Linked DNA regions of Mus musculus: region 1 is linked to region 2. A link is a contact called in public HiCAR-type data. All regions are on one chromosome and are shown on one strand. The core of a region is the stretch at or near the end of the contact, and the rest is flanking DNA. Distances in the headings are between cores, read along the strand shown.

What was found. HiCAR-type assays count read pairs that join an accessible place to other places.
Region 1: a contact with region 2 is called in a HiCAR-type map of Th17 cells, with 2.5 times the contacts expected there. The contact joins two enhancer-like sites. A contact is called at or near these places in 1 of 15 datasets of contacts at CTCF or cohesin (CD8 T cells), 3 of 484 Hi-C or Micro-C datasets (Th1 cells, liver and macrophages) and 2 of 115 datasets of contacts at active chromatin or transcription factors (CD8 T cells and Th17 cells).

What each region holds. Positions count from the first base shown.
Region 1 is chr13:5,974,561-5,981,576 of GRCm38.p6, forward strand. It overlaps Gm46401 (a long non-coding RNA gene), which reads left to right. Exons shown (of 6, transcript XR_001780857.1): 3 at 3,523-3,657. Among named protein-coding and RNA genes, the nearest start is that of Gm46401, 62 kb to the left of the region's middle. Within about 2 kb of position 5,556, at least 8 of the 459 cell types and tissues checked have an H3K27ac peak or open chromatin away from gene starts, as enhancers often do. A contact at or near this core is called in Th17 cells, where this site is marked.
Region 2 is chr13:5,886,824-5,893,361 of GRCm38.p6, forward strand. No RefSeq gene overlaps it. Among named protein-coding and RNA genes, the nearest start is that of Gm46401, 26 kb to the right of the region's middle. Within about 2 kb of position 3,093, at least 82 of the 459 cell types and tissues checked have an H3K27ac peak or open chromatin away from gene starts, as enhancers often do. A contact at or near this core is called in Th17 cells, where this site is marked.

The DNA.
Region 1 (7,016 bases), core at 4,306-6,805, 90 kb after region 2:
TTCCCATCAGCGCTCAGAGTAGAGAAGAGTGAAGGCCTGTGCTCAAGTCTTATTTTTACGTAGTCCAGCATCCTTCCCCAGGAAATGCTGCCACCTACAATGGGTGGGTCTTCTCATCTCAGTGAACCTATCAAGGTAATCTCTCATAGGCATGTGCAAAGGACATCCTATGTGATTCTAGGTTTTACAAAGGTGACAATTGAAATTAACCATCAAAGGTAGATTGAGACGAAATATAACAAAATTAAAAATACACTCCCTAAATGTTGAAGTTTGCCCCTACCTCAGTCAGTACACTTATACAGATTCTTAAATGCATGTGCCACTCATTCACTCTGACACCCACAGCCACAGGAAGCTTTCTGTGCTCAGTGCAAATTACGGTCCTATGCACAGAAACCCCAATTTATGACCTAACTCCTAACAATTATGCTTGTTGTTTTAAAACAAGTTTTAGATTTCTTGAGACAAATTCTCCCTTTGTATCCATGGCTGGCCTTGAACTCAGGGCCCCTCCTTCCTCTACCTCCTGAGTGCCGGGATTAACATCAGGAGCCCCACACCTGGCAATGTGCTTTGCTCCACCTTAGTCCTATCACCTGGAACAAGCACTCAAATTGATAATAGTCAGGTATTACTGAAGTTTTATCTTTTAAAAAATGTCCTTTAATTTTTTTAAATTAATCTTTCCTAATGATGTTTTTTTTTTTTTTTTTTTTTTCCTAAAAGCTGTTTATTTTCTGGTAATTCTTTTTTATACTTGTCTGTGAGGATGCATGTGTTTGTGTGATTGTGTGTGTGTATATGTGTGTGTGTGTGTGTGTGTGTGTGTGTGTGTGTGTGTGTGTGTGTGTGTGTGTACATGTGTATGAAGCCAGACAACAAGCCTGGGATTTATCCTCACAAAGCCTACCCACCTACTTTGAGACAGTGTCTCTTATGGGCCTGAAATTCACCACATAGACTAGACTGACTGTCTGGTGAGCCCAAGTAATATGCCCGTGTCTGCTTCCCCTGCTTTGGGATCACAGATATGGGCTCCCATACTTAGCTTCTTTTGCACTGGTTACTTTTGTTGACTTGACACAAACCAGAGTCACTTGGGGAAATGGAATTTCAACTGCCAAATTGACTCCATGAGATTAGCCTGTGCTGTGTCTGTGGAACACTTTCTTGAGAAGTGATCGATATGGGAGAGGGAGTGTCATTCTGGCCATGATGGCCGAGTCTGTGTAAGAGACCAAGCTGATAAAAACTATGGAAAAAGGCCAATAAGCAGTGTTCCTCCATGTTCCCTGCTTTGATTCCTCCCTCTAGGCTCACGCTCTGAGTTTCTGCTCTGACTTCCCTTGGTGGTGGAGTGTGGCCTGGGAATTGTAAGATGAAATAACCGCTAGCCTCCTCCAACTTGCTTATGGTCCTGACGTTTACGACAGCAACAAAATGTCCCATTTGCATACTCAGTGTGTCATCATTTGAGCCATATCCTTGCCTACCCTGACTTCCACATTACTCCTACGTACAGTCACGCAGAGACACCAACAAATAAGCCATAGTTCAGGTGGGATGAGGGGTTTCACTAAGACTGAACTCAGCACGCTTCACAGAAGTGAGCTGGTAACTACACAGGGAGTCGCAAGGCAGGGCTGCGGCTGTATTTAAGAATGTCAAGGCTTAGGAAAGGGGATAACATTTGAAATGTAAATAAAGAAAATATCGAATAAAAAAAGAGAGAGAATACATGAATTTTTCCATGCATCCCAGTACATATGTAGCAGGGGACTGCATTATCTGTCAATTAGAGGGGAGGTGCTTGGTCCAGTGGAGGCTTGTTGCAAAGGGGGATGCTAGAGAAGTGAGACAGGAGTGGGTGAGTGGGTGAGTGGGTGGAGGAACTTCCTTTTAGAGGCAAAGGGAGAGGTGTGGAAGGGAGACCAGGAAGAGGAACAACATTCGAAATGTAAATAAATAAAATAACAAAAACAAAATAAAACAACAGCCAAAAAAAAAAAAAAAAAAAAGGGTCAAGGTTGCTCAGAAGGTATCCATTTTCATTCCCTCCCACGATTCAGCCTCTGTCCTTCGTCCTGACCTCCAATCTCCCGTTCCCCCTCACAATCCCTTCTTCACTTTGTGCCTCTATGCTGCATTCAATCTCCATGTTCAGTGCACAGGGATGGAGGCTTAGCCACAGGTCACTGGAGTCATTTGTTTTGTTCCTGCAGCATCTTACCCGGACTAGTGTCTCTGGCTCGTTTTTGTCCTGCCCTCCTCTGAAGCTCCAACTTCTGTTGACTCATCTATCATTCTGCTCTGTCCATACCTATGATAGTCTGGAATTCATGTGTAACCCAGGCTAGCCTTGAGCTCACAGCAATTCTCCAGCCTTATCCCTCCTCCCTCCATGCTTTTAACCTTCACCCCATGGTCTTTTCTCTCAGATTTATCTAGAATAATTTGTGGCCTAAGCATCAGAGCCTTGCTCTGACATTATCCCTAATTAGTCATTTCTTGGAGGAATGGTATGGTTTAAAGCAATAGATTAGATTGAATTTTCATGAGTTTGCCTCGAGAAACTTGTTTTTATTTCCAATTTACAAATATGAAATGCTAAGCCTCCTGTTGTCAGAAGAAAATCTGGTTAAGTCTGACCTTCTTGTCAGACAATCTCCTGCTAAGAATATTTTAAGTTTCTAAGGAAAAAGTCATTGCTCCCAAATGCATATTTAACTACAGCACTCAGACTGTAAACAAGCCAGTTGATGTTTATAGTGGAGTGATTTGTGTCTATAAGGGAAACATTTGGTACATGGATTAATGAGTTATTTTGAATTGTTGAAGTTCTGTTGAACCTTATAATTAGCTGCCAGCCCTGTCAATTACATTCAATAGTTAAAAGTTATTGAATAGAAACCTATTTTTTTTTCAGAATGTATGCTACATGTATATATAGGAGAAAATCTCTTCTATAAATTAAAGGAAGCTACTTACATTTTATTTCTATTATTGGAATATTTCAAAATATAATCCAGATATCAAATTAAAATAACAACCTACTTTTCCCGAAAAGAAAATGCAAACTATTTCTTCTTTTATTTGCTAGTGGAACAGAATATCCAGTTTAACCAGTAGATAACACTCTATAATTGTGGGCTTTGAATATAAAGCATTTCATTCTAGTGGGAAAAGTGGAACCAATTATCAGTTAAATGTCCCCTAAAATCCTTGGTCAGTAATATTGGACCCAGTGTAGAGTTCTTTATCTTACCGAGACACTAAGAATTGCTTTCAGGGGTTCGTGGACTAAACTCCTGCTGTCCAGTCTGGGGGCATCATCTCTGAGGCTGCATGTTAATATGCAGACCATAACCACCAGTCAGAGACAGACTGCAGAGGATCAATAAGTCTCGGCATGCCAGCCCTGCAGGCTTTCAGGAAGTCGGCAGCCCCCACCTTCGGTGAGACCCTGTAGACCTTCTTGATTTCCTATTCTGGTTGTCAGTGTTTTATGCTTGCTCCGAGGTTTGCTTCTCATTCTGCATTCTCCATGTTCCTTTTCCAAATGGGAGCACAAGCAGGAAGCATCATCAGCTTCGTTGCTGTGACTCTGCTGTGACTCTTCTCTCCAAGGACAGTGTGAGACAAACCTCAGCCCAGGTGAGTGGGGCTACTTCTGCCTGCCAGATGACTATAGATATCACTGTGAGATATGGCACTCAGTTCCAAATGACAACACACAGAAAAGAGGAAGGAAAAGGAAAGAGGCACAGCGTTAAGTGGGAAGAAGTCACAGTGTCTTCACCTGTTCCTTTCTTACCTTCATCATTGTTATTCCTCTTAATGTGATTATCTGCTTTACGCTTTGTTTATATACAACAGCCACCATGGTTTGGATAAGGGGAAAATTGTGCTTGCAAAACACAACAGTCTCGGCTGACACCCCAATCTCCTAATTACAGAGCAAGTCTTTAAAACACAAAAGCCTGTTTCAGTGTAGAACCAACATGCTTGACATGTTGGTTACCACTGTCGGGACTCTTTCTCCCTTTCTTTGCAAGGCAATGCCTCCCTAATTACAGTTTTCCTAAAAAATTTTCCACACATTTAGATCCTTTCTCTATAAAGGATGCAAATGGAAACCACCTTGTGATTTTCCTGCTCATTGTCATTCTGACATTCTAAAGTGGAGAAGGCATAAAAATCAGAGGACAGCAATTAACAGAAGCCTGCAGCTTGCAGCCTCTCTCTCATCCTTAATGGCATTTCCCCAGAAAGGGGGCGGGTCAGTGGCCTGTGGTTTCATCAAGAGTCCAGGGAATAGCATAAACACTTTAGCCTGCTCATGCTAAAATCTGCAGAATCAGTTGTGTTTATCATAGAAAAGTTTTGTGATGTATTTTACCATTAAAAAAGTAAACAGTAAAAATGAGTGTAGCTTTGTGCAGTGTCCCCCCTCAGTCTTTATATTATGCTGATGGGGAAGGATAGTCAAGCTGTTCTCTGGGAATATAGGGCCTTCAGGACTATGCATAGAAAGTTAAAGTTTATCTAGGGGTTGTCAATATAGCTCAGTTGGTAGAGTGCTTGCCTACCATGCATGAAGTCCTGAGTCTGATGGCCAAGCCACATAAAATTAGACACAGTTATACAGTTGTATATATATGGGATCCCAGTATTTAGGAGGTAGAAGCAGAGGGTTCAGAAATTCAAGGTAATTGAGGCAAGTCCAGGTTACATGAGACCCTGCCTCAAACACACACACACACACACACACACACACACACACACACAAAGGTGAGAGAGACAGAGACAGAGACAGAGACACAGAGAGAGATTCACACAAATTAGAGTTCCAATTCAGGATATCAAGCCAGGAAGCAGGCAGGTTGAAAAACAGTTGTATCCTTGACCATTATCATGGCTTTAACATGTTAACACAGGATGCATCATGGTACAGCAAAGGTACAATTGATGATGGTAGTGGGATAGACTTAAGAATTAACTCAAAATTCTAGACAATCAAATTGAAAACTGTGGTCATCACCTAGGAGGTGTGATTACTTCAAAGGAGCTGTTGAATGATTTCTAAACTCTATTGCTAAGGTCCCCAGCGTTTCCAGAATTGAGTCGTTGCACTACTAATACTTCCTGCCCATGTCAAATCACTACTCTAGCACTGCAGGCTGGAGAAGAAAAGTGGAGATGTCGCTTAATCATAGAAGTCTGATGACCCAGATTATGTGGAAAAAAAGTTTCAGTATTTCCTTAATATTGTCCTAAATGCACAGATGGGGTTGCGATTATAAAATCTTTTATACTTTCACATTGTCCCCACTATAATTAAGATGAGTTTATATGATGAGACATGGAATGGTTATGGCCATGGTTCTGAGTCCATGGGGCATTCACTGATATTTCCAGGTGCTATCTCCCATGACAACGAAGTACATCAGGGGTACATGTAGATAGCAATAGAAGTAAAGACAGCTCATTAAGAAACAGAAGACACTGTGAGGATGGGGGTGGGCTAGTGAGCTAGAAAGCCTATGCTCAAAAGCACTGGGCCAGGAGTCTCAGGGCTCTGTGAAGTCATTTACAGAACACTAGCCTTCTTTGACATTTCTATACATGGCCTTTTCTCCCACATCCTCTTATTTCTTGTAGGCAGGTGGGGACCAGTTTCCAGCCCTCTGCTGAATGGGTTCTTTCATATGTTAATCCTGCTGATGCTCTCTCCCATGACAGAATGGCTAATCATAGATTATTACTGATGTGTAGCTATTGCCTCAGAGTTTGACCATGCCACCATGCCAGGCAGTTACTCACGGCTCAATATGTTCTAAAGAGAAGGGAAACTTCCCATCCACTAGGAAGTTTCTTAAGGTCAGGAAGCCTCAGAAACCAACCATACACACTAGGGACCTCCCTCTCCAACCGTATCTAACCAGTAAGGACTCCCGAGAGTTTCTTCTATACTAGCTTAGCTGTATACATGAGGCTCAGATCAACTTGGCAAAGAAACTGACTGTAACTTCTTCAAGTGCTGCAGTAAGTTCATGCTTTTGACATTTCTTGAGTTGTCACCCATGCTGGGGTAAGCTTTTGCTGACACAGCTGCCCTTGAATATTTTCCACTCCTATAAGGAACTCCTTACCCACATTCCCTGTAAATAACCCCAGTAAAACTCATTGGTTCATCATCATTGGTTTTAGTGGGATCTTTACTTTGGTGTTTTGTTGGTTAGCAGATTTTTATATACATCTCTTAGACACAATTTTACCCAATACTGTACTTATTTATTTATAAATTCACTAAAAAATAGAATTTGACATAGGGCCAATATGTTGTCCTGGTTCTGTGAAACTTACTTTTTGAAATAAAGTATTTGGACTCCCACACATGGTACACACTATGTGTGAGATCCAGTTCATGTGCCATGTACCTACCTGGGTATGCAGCTTAATAATTTGAAATCTGTGACAGGAAAGGTCCTGGTGAGATCCATCACAAAGCATGATAGTTCCATACCACATACAGTTTTGACACCAGAGGCAAGGCCTTGAGAAGTTATATTTTTGGTATGCCTGTTCTTTTGTGCACAGCAACATAATCTCTCCACTTGTAGAGGAAGCTACCTGCCGACTGTGCACACCCATGTCAATATTGTGCTAATGCATTTTTGTGGCATTAAATCTGCAAAGCATGATTGAACAAATCAGACTTGTCTAAAAGCATTTATATAACTTAAATTTCTAATATTGAGAATGAAGCAAAGAAAAACTATATAGTATAGAAAATTACAAAAATTAATGCTAACAGCTTTTAACAGTAGAACAAAAACCTACAAAAAAGGTCAAAAGACAGAAGACCAAAGTGTGGACACTTCAATCCTTCTTAGAAGGGGGAATAAACTACCCATGGGATGAGTTACAAAGACAAAATGTGGAGCTGAGACTGAAGGAAGACTGCCCCACCTGGGATCCATCCCATAAACAACAACCAAATTCAGACACTA
Region 2 (6,538 bases), core at 1,843-4,342:
ATAAGACTATTATTCTATAGTTCAGGTATTTCCGTATCTACTATACCCAGGACCTTGCTGGACTGTAGCGTACTTGTTCTTTAAATGTGTCTACTTAAGTGTAGATGCTGTTCTTAGACCTACTTCCCAACCCAAGGAGTCCAGTCTGTGTAGGATGATTGAGAAAGAATGTGGTGATTCACTTCACCTCACACCCTACAATGGTCCATGAGTCAGAAGACGGGTACCTGGGTGTGGCCATCCACTGAGCCTCAGTACTTCCAATGCTCATTATTTCTGTTCTGGGAAAATCAGTGAAGCTCCAGCAATGACAGCCTGACAGGATTCCCTGGGCTTGAGCTTCTGTTCTGAGGTATGTGTACGAGACACCACACCTTTCTTCCTCAAAAAGGAAGAACCCTGCTGACAAGGATGATCGATATGCAAGGAGTGTCCTTCTAAATATATATTGTTGGGTAATGTCTTATCTCGTAGGAGGCAGAATGGATAGACAAAGTGATTTGGGGATGGAGACCTGTGTTCTAATTGATACGTCACCAGCCACTCTTGGCCTATTTGTATTCTTAATGAAATATATAAGAATAGAAAAATTCTTTCACCCCAAAATATTATTGAGATTATATGATATATGTACTCAGCAAATATTAATTCTCTCTCCTTTATTGTTTACAGAATATAATTGTTCTAGAGGAAATCAAAGAATTATTCAGGGAAAAAGAATGCTCTGGGTGGTAGTAACTAGACAGAGTGAAACATTACTAGAAAGTGTCGCTCACTGTCCTCCTGCTGCAGGGTCTGTTTAGTGTGTTGGAATCTTGAGCCCCGTGAGTGACAAGCATGGAAGTGACAACTCTTTCACATCGGTTCTGCAGATGAGCATCAGGGAGATTAATTTATTCCTGGAATAATTTGTTTGAGAGGTGGTTTGATCCTGGTGTTCGCTGCTCTTGCCAATGTGATTTTTATCTCGTACTTAATTCAACTATGGAGCTGTTACGGTTTTTATTTCCCAGAGAGTTTGGGACTTGCTCAAACATTCTCAGGCCTCAATCCAGCCTATTGCTCTGCCTGTTTCTGCTAAGACAAGTACAAGCTTGCCTTCCAATGACCTCCAATCAAAACCAATCAAATCTGCAAAGTTAATTGTAGTATTGCCTAAGCACTCAGAAGCCCAATAAATAATGAATGCTTATTAAACCATATTGACATGATAAATATTTTTACACGGTGTGTTTATTCAAGAGGTCTTGAAGAAAAAAAAAAAAACAGTCTCTTAGAGAACGACATTGTTTTTCTACCACCTGAGTGGAGCGAAAGCTGTGATTAAGGATCTATAAGTTTTATTTGCAGACTTTCAGTTCTGCCCTAACTTGGTTGAAACCATGGGTTCCGTCTTTCATTTCCTGAAACAAGTTTATTGCTGAGTCCAGCCTCTGGGCATTTGTATACAGCCCTGATGACCAACCGCTGCTCTAAGACCATCAAGGTCCCCCCAGTGTCTTCCATCAGGGGCATTTGGGGGGCAACCATGTCTTGATGGAGGTCTTCAGTTCGTTAGGGAGCTCTTGTGGAGGGAGGAGGGAGGGCTGTGTTAGTGGTGTGTGCAGTCTCTCCCACACCCTCACGCATAACCAGAGGTCTGAGAGCAAATGAGGAAGGAGTAAATGCAAGAGGTTGTCATTTCAGTTGTACATGGATCTGTGGCTGAACCACGAACTGACCAAGAAAGGCTCAGGAGAAGTGGAAAGTCATCAGATGTTTCCAGTTCAGATGAAACGCTGGAGGCAAAGGAAACTAAAAGAAATAGGGAGAGAGGGGCGGGGGAGATGGAAAGAAGAAAGGAAGAAGAAGGAAGGAGGGAAAGAGGAAGAAACTGAAGAAGAAGGAAAGAAGGAAGGAGGGAGGGAGGAAGGGAGGAAGAGGGAATGAGGAAGGAAGGATGAAGGGAGGAAGTGGGGAGGAAGAAAGGAAAAAAGGAAAGGCAGAAGGAAACGAAATGGGGAGTATGCATCTCTGCTCCTTTGAAAGAAGAGATTGCCCTTCACTGGCCTCAGGTTGTCTAACTCATAGGGCCAAATAAGTGGTTTGAAAAAGCAATACTGGCTTGAGCCCCAAACTGTGTTTGGGGAAGTGTGATGTTCACTCAGAATGAAGATGTTGAAGGAGACCAACTTCTCTTTCTCCTCTGCAGTTTGTGTCATCAGTTTCCAAGGATCTTTACCAGAACCACAGATCATTTGATCATATCCAACTAGACATTCAGAACTGTCTGGATCATATTTAGAAATCAAAAATGTAAAAAATCTTTTTAAAAAATTTGCTCAATTGAGCAAACGTGGAGAGTAACCAAGAATGCAGTGTCTCTGATCAAATAGCCTTTGATGCTGTAACCTGAAACTGGTCTGTTGCTGCATCTTGAGGTCTAGGTCTCCTCCCAAGAAAAGTGCCTGCTAGAAAACGGGAAGAGGCAGGAAGTGCTCCTGCACTCATTCTTGTATGTCTTCAGATGCGTGGAACGTGATATATACAAACTCCTTAGCTCCAGAAACACTGGAGAGCTTGGGGCAACGTGAAGGCAGGGAGAACTTTCTATATATTTCTAAATCAGACCTGAACCTAAACTTCCTGTCACTAGGAGCCAGCTCAAGTACCATGACCATAATTCAACATTTCATTTTCGAATGCTTTCCTTAGTCAGTGGACTTTCACTACTCTCCCTTTATCCTCTAGTATCTCTTAGTCCTACATTTCCCTGTCAAGAGTCTCTCCTATATTCTTCTATATGCAGGCTCTAAAGCCTACAGATTCAAATAGCCTTTAGTCCACTTGGCCACTCTTTTGAAACTATCCATTTAGCTCTGTCATGGGAGGGTTATGAGAGAAAACTTTGGCATAGCGTTTACTCTTGTGCAACTAATATGCAGACGTTGTTTTGTGCTGGACTCAGTAGGTAGAGTGCTGACATAGCAGACCACAGGCTCGGGATTGAATCTCTAGTACCACCTTAAACCAAGGTCATGTTCACCAGCCTGTAGACCCAGGACTCCAAGGAAGAAAGCAAGAAAATTAAAGAGTTCCAGGTCACCACAATCCTCAGCCCCACGTCACCCAGTTCGTGGGCAACCTGAGCTATCAGAGATCTTCTCTCTAAACAACAATGACTTTGCTAAATAAGCTATTTTCTATGCTCCCTCTCCCCCTCTGTTTTCTTTTCTTCCCTACATCTCTTCAATGTTTGCATCTTTCCATCTCACTTACTTCCCTTATATATTAGAAACTTCAGATTGCTCGAATATGACACCCTATTTTGAACTGCCATCTGAGGAAGGATGGCACACACAGGCTGCTATGAGAGGTCTGTTGAGTCATTTTGTTCTCTGTGGTTCTGAGAAGTCTAAGCATGGTGGGAGGGCTGTTAGCACTCTCCTTCTTAGAATCACCCTTTTCTACTAATGATGACAAACGACACTTTCATGAACAGTGCTGGAGTAGGCCCTTTATTTCAAAAGCTAATTTGCTGTTGCCATGGTGAAGACACACACACACACATACAACAACAACAACAACAACAACAACAACAACAAAAAACAAACCAAACAACGAAACAAAGCAAACTAAAAAAGAAGATTGGTAGGGACAGACAAAAACAAAAAACAAAACAAAATGGTTCGTTTTGTTTTGTTTTTGATGCTGCTTAGCAATCTTGAGCAGTCATTATTGATACTTTGTGGGTCTGGGAGAAAGCTCATTTTGTAAAGTGCTTGCCTCATGAGTGTGAAGACAAGGTTTGATTTCTAGAACTTACATAAAAAGCAAATAGTGGGTGTCTATTGCCTTAAAGCTGAAGGGGGTTTGCTTTTGATATAATTGTCTCTGACATGAAAGACACACAGAGACCCACTAGGACCCTTTCACTCTTCAGCATCCTTTCCTAGTTTCTCCCTTATGGAGCCTTAGTGAAGGTCAATTGTTCCTCTAGGAGAGAGAATACAGGTGCAGATGTAAGCTTAACTCATTGAAGGGTCAACTAGGCGACTGCTGTTCTGTTGCAAAGCTGCATGCACATGGTCCAATGCAGCCAGAGGAAATAGGAGACGAGAAAGCCTGGTGCTGCAGCTCTTGTTTTTGGATTTTGTTTATGTGTTTTTGTTTTGTTTTGCTTTTTTTTCCTGCCTAGAAAACACAAAGTTCCTCGTTTTTCATCTCCCTTCATATATTTATTGGATTTTTCACATTATTGCATTTGCTTAAAGTTCCAGAGAATAAACATAATAACACCATTGATTGAAATAATTAAAATAGATAGCTTCAATAACAGCAGAACCAAACAGCGATGAAGCAGCTGACTTTTCTTTTATCATTCTCTTGGGAGACTAGGTTTTCAAAAGCCAGTATATTCTGCTATTGGAAATGACAATGTCACAAGGTACAAAGCTCTGTGGGCAGAGGCAGGACCTGCCTTGTTCTTCAGAGATCCAAGCACCTGGAAAAGACTCCACAGTGGTCCTTCATTTGTGACAGGAAGTCTTCTCCTTCTGGGAGATCATTCTGTGAGTTTAATTACATCCTACAGGTCCTTCCACAGTCTCGGTGTTTGCCTATTAGTAAGTGAATTAGCTTCAGACATTCATGCATGATGAATAATAGAGAATTCTATTTTCCTTTTAGGGAAACTACACTTCCCGAGAAAAATCTTTAAAATACATCACTTGATTAACCAAGCAAGAACATTAACACATAAGGGGAAAATCAAAATAGAAGGATATGCCCTGTCCCCAGTGGAAAGGGCCTCTCTCTCTAGGCCCTTCTAAGACATGGGGCTGTGAATCCTGGAAGAAGAACTTCAAAGTAGGGTCCTCCTTACGGAAATGGTGACGTCTGCAAATAGGCAGCAATTTCACAGAAGGCCATTCCTTTGTCTAGCTGATTTCTGGTTAATTTGAGTTTCCTTCTTATGTGTATGAGTGTGTCTCTGTATGTATCTCTGGGGCATGTAGTTGTATTGGTGTGTGTTTGTGTGTGAGTGTGTGTGTGTGCACATGTGCACAAATGTGTAAGCTGTCTGGCACTTGAGCATCATTCCTCAGACACCACGGAAAAAGTTGTCATACTGAACTAGAACTTCTCCAAGTAGAGTAGGCTGGCTGGCCAGGTAGCCCAGGCAGATCTCTCTATCTGCACTCTCCCACCATCTCTGTCTGCTTTATATGGATGCTAAGGATCAAACTTGGGGCCTTACATTAGTAAGGCAAGCCCTTCAGAGCCAGAGCTACCTAACTAGTCCCTAGTCTTTTCTCTTCAGTAAGGATTTCTCCTCTACTCCCACTGGGTCCCATTGTGTTGCATGATTTAACATTTATTCTAGATGTGCCTTCATCCAGCCTTTATCTGTTATTGTCCTGGTGGTATCCACTTGTGAGCTAGGAAGAAACATTTTTCCCTTTCATACCTTTTCCCTTCAAAGACAGTCCTGGCGGTTTAGGATTCCAGAAGCTTAAGAATCCTGACAATGGGAAGGAATACGGATCTTCAGGAGCCCAGATACTCTTCCAGACCCCTAAAGAGTTGCTGATAACAGTCTTAAATGAAAGCCAGGCTATAGCCAAATCAGCTAATCTCATCTCTGGCTGTCTGAAGACCAGGACCCCCCAGGATAATCCAGGCAAACAACAGAAAGGACTTTGGTAGCTAGACACCAGAGGATCTTCCGAACCTCTTTGAAGTTTGGGGCCTGATAAAGGAGCCAGGTCTCTAGGTTTGCTGTTTAATGTGGTCCTTGCAGCTTAGCTTGGAGACAGGTTCTTTCTTCCTGGATTAATAGTAACCTCAGCACATAGGGTTGGGATGCCACTGAAGACAAGAGAAATGAATATCTACTGGGATATTGAGGTGAATGAAGATAAGTGTGGATTGTGTATATGAAGGACCCTCACCTCGCTCATCATATGTAGGCTGTTTATTTGAACAGCCAGACAGCACTTGCCAGTACCTCTGGGCTGTCTCCTGGTGGCTGGGTATCTGTATGCATTCTGTGTTTCTGCACAGCTCAGCTGTGTGAGTCACAATGATCCCGTCTCAGACAGACAGTGATTAGGTCTGTGACTCAAATAGCACCATGCATTCCATTTTGTCTGCGCAGGATTGTACTACCTGATACCACAAGTAACAGCTCAACCTGCCGAGGCAATCACTTTGAGTTTTATAAAGTTCTTTGCATGAATCACAGCAGAGAATGACAAAAAAAAAAAAAAAAAAGGAAAGATTTTTTTTCAGTATTCAACTCAACTAGAACCGTCAAACAACTATTTCATTTCTAAGTAAGTTGTCTTAGACTCTCCTTGGGTACATTATAAAGTGAAGTTTGAAGGGTGATGTTGTAACATAAGTAAATAGGAACACGGCTGTGATTCAGCAGGAACCAGACTGTCTCTCAGAGTTCAAAGTCTGCTATCCTGCGCAGTGAGCCCTTCTCCTGGTGAGAATATGGAATGTATACCCACAACTTCCTCAGGTTAGGATTCTCTCAACGAATGCCAGT